2 separate regions of the Mus musculus genome follow, and region 1 is linked to region 2. The links are chromatin contacts, called in public HiChIP or PLAC-seq maps. All regions are on one chromosome and are shown on one strand. Each heading gives the region's core, a stretch centred on a gene start, on an enhancer-like site or on the middle of the called end of the contact. The rest is flanking DNA. Distances are from core to core; before and after follow the strand shown. Region 1 has its middle 9.1 kb from the start of Il10. Region 2 holds the start of AA986860 (expressed sequence AA986860).

Region 1 (2,992 bases), core at 278-2,777, 280 kb before region 2:
AGAAGAAGGTAGGTTTTGGGGGTGGGGTGCTGTAATACAGTCCAGTGCATAAAGGTGCTTGCTGCCAAACTCAATGATCTGAGTTTGATCCCCAGAACATACAGGAACAGAAGGAGAGAACTGGCTCCTAAAAGTTGTTCTCTGACCTTTAATTATGTGCTGTGGAACATATGTGTGTTAGCGACACACACATACAAAGTTAAAAAAAATCCTTATACATATTCTGAAATTTAGACTTCTGTGATTTATTGTTTTGGCTGGAGCCTTTGAAGAAAACCCAAATGCAACTAAATAATGGGAGTGGGGGTGGGGGTTTCTTAGATTATCAGGATACCCTTTGAGAATGGATAATATCAGAGTGATCCAGAGAGAGGAGGGATGGTCAAATGAGGTAGGGGAGGAAGGGGCAGGGTGTGTACCCACAGGGCTGTGCCTTGTATTCTGAGGTCCTTATCTGCCCTAAGTAGACACCTTGAGGACAGGACCCTCAAGTGGGAGGCTGGTTATAAACTGTTTTCACACTAACAGTTATTGGTCTCTGGAAGAAGGCTGCATGTCTTGTGTCCCACCTCATTTATGTCAGACAGCTAAGGATGGACCCGCTATCATCCTTCTGCTTCCCGCCACCAGTTCTGTGTCCCCGGGATCAGCTCTGTTGTTGGAAGCCATAGATACCTTCCTCGAGGCTTGTCTTTGTAGCATGGTGTGGCAGTTATGCGGGCAAGTCCTGGAGTCAGACTTGGCCTGCCTTTTAGCATCTGTGTGGTATTGGGAAGATTACCAAGCTGGTCTGTGTTTCCGTTCTCTATACACAATTGGATAAGAGGACGGGAACTGCCCTATTGGGCAAAGACCAAATGAAACTATGATCCTGTGTAAATGATTCAGTGAGCATCTGCCCTGTACAAGCTGGCACACCCTAGGGATGGTGTTGATGTTTCTTCTTTACAATGCTCAGAGACCGCAGCTGGATGAATCTGCTCATAGACCTAAGGTCTTTGGAACAGCAGAACAAGTTTTGATCTCAGTTTTCTGAAGGCATTATAGGGGGACAGAGAAGATAATCCTGTGATGGGAGGAGTTTGGCTCATGCACTGGGAACCCCACTTCCTGCCCTAGTTCCTGGATCAGGAGCTTCAAGACAAGTTATCCCAGAATCTTCTTTCTTCTTCTGAGAGCTGAAGAGTTGTCAGAGCCATTTTTTTTTCCCAAGCTACTTTTCAGTTCTAGAATTTTTTTTTGTCACTGCACCTCCGCTCGATCTACTCCCTGTGGCAGAAATTAGTTGGCACTCCGATGTATTAGTTCCGGTGTGTTTTTTCCATACCAAAACCCCAGGTACAAGACCAGGCAGGCCCCTTCAGTCTCTACTAGTCTGTGCTCCTGCCCAGCTCTGGAAGTGCCATTCTGTAAGAGAAACAAACCTTTTTCCTGGGGGCAGCTTTTGCGTGTTCACCTGTGTTTCCTTCTCGCCGTCCTGGCCCCCGGTGCTTTGAGGTTGCAGTTTCGTTGTGAGTCAGGCCTGCTGAGAGCATCGGAAACCAGAGAGGCCTTCATTGAGTGGCAGGACATGATGCTGGCTTTTCCTCAAGAGCATGACCAGGGTGGCGACCCAGGTGTGGGAGGGAGGTGGTGGGTTTCTCGGATTGACTGTGTCAGGGAGAAATTACTGGAAAACCCTCGAGAGCACCACATCTATTCGGAAGAGCTGGCACTTTCTTAAGAAAGAAAATAATCTATACACGGTAGGACTTGGTGGAGCCTTCCTGTGATCTTTGCACTCAGGAATTTGAGGCAGGAGGATTTCTAGATAAGGCCTATCTGGACTACAGAATGAGGACCTGTCTTAACTAAAAGCCTCCAAACAGAAAAAAACGAGCAGCCAACCAAACAAAGTCAGAAACGGCCCACACTATGGTAGAACACACACCCTTGGCAGTTTAATACCTGCTGAGAGGCAGGTCTGGTGTAGATCAAGGCCTTTTGGTGTGACTGGTTCCTGACAGAGGACTCAAATGACAGATTTTCTTAGCAAAGGTGATTTGGGGATCATACCGGATTCTCCTGACAGAGCACAGTGAGGCTAATCTGAGTGCTGGCTCAGTGTTGGTGAGGTTGCCAGAAGCTGTAGGCTTAGCGGAATTAAGGTCCCCCAACCCTTCCATTGTATCTGACCCAGAAAAGAAAACAGAACAATACTGAGGGGCCAGCACTGTTTGACCATGTGACTGACTCTCCCACCATGCATTCCCCCATGCCAGCCTTTTCATGGGTCTATGAAAGAAACACCAAGGAGCAGGTGGGCTGGAAGTCCACAAACTAGAAACGTGTAGATGACACAAAGGAAGATGCTCACCACCTGCAATGTAGAAACACATTGTTTTATAGACTTGAGCAGCAACCTTTCTGGTCCTTCCTTATTCTTGCTGTGAGGCACTATTTCTAAAGTGATTAGTAGCTTCTAGAGAGCCAGGGTCAAATGCAGATCCGGGAAAGAAGCGTCAAAAAGAACCAACAGTGGATTCGGAGTTTGGAAACGGCAGCGGCTTCAGAGTGCTCAGGGCCGGATGGGAAGCTGGGATGGTGTGCAGATCCTCTGGGATACCCCTGGTTACACAGAGTGGAAGATAGAGGGGGTTCATTGAAGGGCTGAGAGCCCCTTAGAGAGGGGGAAGGTGTGGGAGGCTTCCCAAGTGAGTTATCAGGGGGGAAGAATTATAGGAAGTGACAATATTGTTTATTCAAATGCCACCTAAGACCATCAGGAAAAGAATGTCTCCTATGCAAACCCTATAGAACCCAGATCCTGAGACTGTAACTGGGGCTGGGCTGTAATCCATGTGCACTGCAAACTAAGCCAAATCAGCTTTTATAAAGAGTTTTTAGGACGATGCTGTTCTAGGTCCTAAAAGAGTAACTTTCAAACATTTGTGTAAGAGCCCCAAATGACTCTCCCTGTAGCATATAAGAGTGTGTCTCGCCAGAAGGGTCT
Region 2 (3,293 bases), core at 776-3,275:
CTATCCAAAGACACATTAAATATTAACTACATCTCAGAAACTAGCCAAGCCTTGCAAGAGAGTAAATAAATGGCACACAGAGCCCTGGCATCTGGAGCAGTGGGTGTGGAGGAGGAGGGCCAGGGTGCCGTTCCAGGCTATGTGAATCAGACCTCCTCGCCATCCTCTCCTATGAGCACGCCTTCCTAAGGACTCATCCTGGAGTCACAGGACAGTTGCTCTTAGGTAAGGGACTCTGTGTGTTGCTGACGCAGAATGAGCCCTGGCTGGAGAACACCCAGAACACCTAACAAAAGCTCCAAAAGACTAAAATCTGTACCATGTGTACAGTGTTAGTCTCTCTTTTACCGGTGCTTTTGTGGGAGGGACTTGGTAGAAATGCCCTCTGCATAGCAGAGCCTTGTTAAACATTGCAGGTGACTCCTGTGGCCCCTGCTGATGAGTTTATCATCCATGATAGCAAGTGAAGTGGGCTGGCTCTGTGGAGTAGGGGAAAGATAAAACTTAAAGCTCTAGCATTCAGGACCAGAAGCTCGATACAGTCGTTTAGGGCTACATGCTGATGTCTTTCTTTCCATGTTCCTCTTTCTGTGCAGAAGGCCAGAGGTAAAGTTCGCTGCTGTGTGCTGACCTCCGTGCTGATGGGAGCGAGCTTATTGCTCCCCTGACTGCACTTCCGTGGCAGCTTCTTTAGACAGATGCTCCAGCTACACTTTGTGTCCACAGGGACATCTGAAGAAACACGAAGCATAAGCCCCACCCAAGCCTCTACTCCTATGGACTCTGCCGCATCACTCTGACCTGAGCCCCAGTTGGAAGTCTGGCTAGGTTTGGTATGTTGAGATGAAATAAAATGTGGGTGAGGCCCAGCATGGCCAAGTAACTTTTTTTTTTTTTTTGGTCTACATCGATCAACAGGTAAAATCAGAGATTTAACTAGCTAGTAGACCCTGAGTAAATTTGATCGGAGTTAGAATATTTGTGGGTTTTCCAAAGATAAAATGCTAGCTGGAGTTGGAGTTTCCTCCATATTTCCAAGCCTCAATTCTCCTTGCAAATAATCTAGCTCGGTTCAGACTTTACATATCTGCACAGAGTGCGCCATTATCAACTAACACACACACTGCACCCCTTATTTAAATAAAGATAGACACTGAGCCATGGAGAATTTCCTTTTACAAATGGAATGGAAAACTAAGGTACCTGGCTCACTCACATGACCCTCCCCTCCATTTGACTCCCTGTGCTCCAATTATCCAGTCACTCCATCCCTTTCAAAATCACTACTTCATCTTAGTGCTCTAGAGATGGAAATTTCCAAATTCTAGGAAAAGGTGGATTTTGTTGTTGGTTTTTTTTTTTTTTTTTTTTTTTTTTTTGAGTCAGGTCTTTCCAGGTAGGATAGGCTAGCCTGGAACTTGCTGTATTTCCCAGCAGCCTGGCTTCAAACTTTCCATCCTCCATCTTCAGAGTACTATGATTATGGGTGGATACCACCATGCCTGGGTCTGGCTTCTGTTTGTTCAATATGATTATGTAAGTTAAATAAAGAAACGGAAGAGATGTCCCCCGGTCCTCCATAAAAATATTCCAATTCTGGAAAATCTCAGGCTAACGGAGAGATTTGATCAACAGAGATTGAAAACCCCAGGTCCGGTGTAAAGGGTCAGACACTCTTACAGCACTCCCCAGCACAGCCCTATATATAGCTTTGCCTTCCCTTAAAAGCTTTTCCCTTGCTGCAGAATAAGCAATAGTTGGTTAGTGATTGACTCACCTTCTCTGGGTTGGGGTCTGAAGACAAGAACGTAATGCCCTTCTATTCCAGAGGGCAGAGATGGAGACCGCTTGCCTCTCAGGCCGTGTCTCCTACTGGTTTCTTCCTTTGACCTCCTCCTGACTTACCTAGACAGGTAAAAGCTTCACCCGCGCTGCATGGACACACCCTGCTACTGACTCTAAGCCAATCCTAGCTTCCCTCCCTACTCCTCATTCCAGCTGTTCAGTCAGGGAGGACTCAGGAGGGGAATCAGCCAGGAGGTGCTTCTCTGTCTTGGTCAATCACCTCCTGCCCCCGCCTCCCCACCCCACCCCCTCTTTACTTAGAGAGCCAATGAACTGCTACAAAGAAAGGGTAGGCGTGGTAGAAGGCTGGAGCTGGTTTGAGCTGAGTGGAAGGAGAGTAAAGAGAGTTTGGCAGGGTGGAGGCAGATCAATGGGACTCGACTTTCCGTCTTGAAAGGAACGCATCAGTCTGCTGCGCTCTATGGGCCCACTGAGAACCGGATTTGTTGTTTAGACAAGCCTTCCTCCACTTGAAGCTGAAAGTATTCTCCAGACTGCCTGCCATTCTGGTGCCTAATTTTGTAACCAGCTTTTCTAACTGCTCAGTCATTGACAGTTTCATATCCAGAAGAGGTTTCAAGGGTCTCAAGGTTAGGGATGTAGCTGAGTCACCCAGTCCCCAGAGCTTGCTGACAACTGTCCTGGCTTTTTTGTTTCTGGGGAAATAAAACTAATCTCTCTCTCTCTCTCTCTCTCTCTCTCTCTCTCTCTCTCTCTCCTATAGGAGGTATTTTCCGGATTTAAAAAAAAAAAAAAAAGCTTGATCAGCCAAAAAGGAGATATAGCACTTGAACTCTGTCATTTGGGTCTCTGGTCCCTTTTGGCTGCTTCGAGAAGGTGGCAATAGATATTAAACAAAAATAAAGTCAGCTGCCAACCAGTCTAGCAAGTACTTCTTTTGAGGGGAAATGTCTGGCATGCTTATGGAAAAGAGTAGGTCAGGGAGCCTCCTGCTTCCTGGAAGAAATCACCTCCAGGTACAGAGGCCACTTGCCAGACAGCAGTTCTGCTATTTCCCTGAATATAGGCTGAATATAGGCCATCCCCAGTAACCTTCAACTTTTAAAGGTGTATCACTTGCCAGCAGCAAAAAGAAAAGAAAAATTAGAAAAACCAAACCAAAATACCTCATGCACGAACCACTCAGTTTAAGCCCCTGCTGTATGCTGGCTATTACCTTAAGCATTTCTATGTCTTATTTAACTTTTGCTCCAACTTAGAAGCATTGCCCAATTCTTACAGCCCACACCTCACCAGGAGGTTAAATGACATGCCTGATATTTCCCAAGTAGTAGTAGAGCAGATATTTTAATCCAGATTGTCCACTCCCAGCTTGCTTCACAGTTACTGTTCCCGATTCTGTGACTGGATGCTCTGGTGAAAGCAATGTAAAGGAGGAAGGACTTGTTTGGGTTTCAGTTCAATGGCACACCGTGCTGGGAGGTCCT

What was found. HiChIP or PLAC-seq counts read pairs in DNA pulled down with a chosen protein or histone mark.
Region 1: a contact with region 2 is called in an H3K27ac HiChIP or PLAC-seq map of extraembryonic endoderm stem cells. The contact joins the enhancer-like site here to the promoter of AA986860 in region 2. A contact is called at or near these places in 8 of 39 promoter capture datasets (the C10 cell line, the HPC-7 cell line, cranial neural crest and 4 more), 1 of 484 Hi-C or Micro-C datasets (hematopoietic stem and progenitor cells), 2 of 115 datasets of contacts at active chromatin or transcription factors (embryonic stem cells and extraembryonic endoderm stem cells) and 2 of 9 other capture datasets (adipose tissue and pancreatic islet).

The regions. Positions count from the first base shown.
Region 1 is chr1:131,009,231-131,012,222 of GRCm38.p6, reverse strand. No RefSeq gene overlaps it. Among named protein-coding and RNA genes, the nearest start is that of Il10, 9.1 kb to the left of the region's middle. Within about 2 kb of position 1,527, at least 27 of the 459 cell types and tissues checked have an H3K27ac peak or open chromatin away from gene starts, as enhancers often do. A contact at or near this core is called in extraembryonic endoderm stem cells, where this site is marked.
Region 2 is chr1:130,730,708-130,734,000 of GRCm38.p6, reverse strand. AA986860 (expressed sequence AA986860) reads right to left here and starts at 2,025. Exons shown (of 4, transcript NM_177604.3): 1 at 1,778-2,025.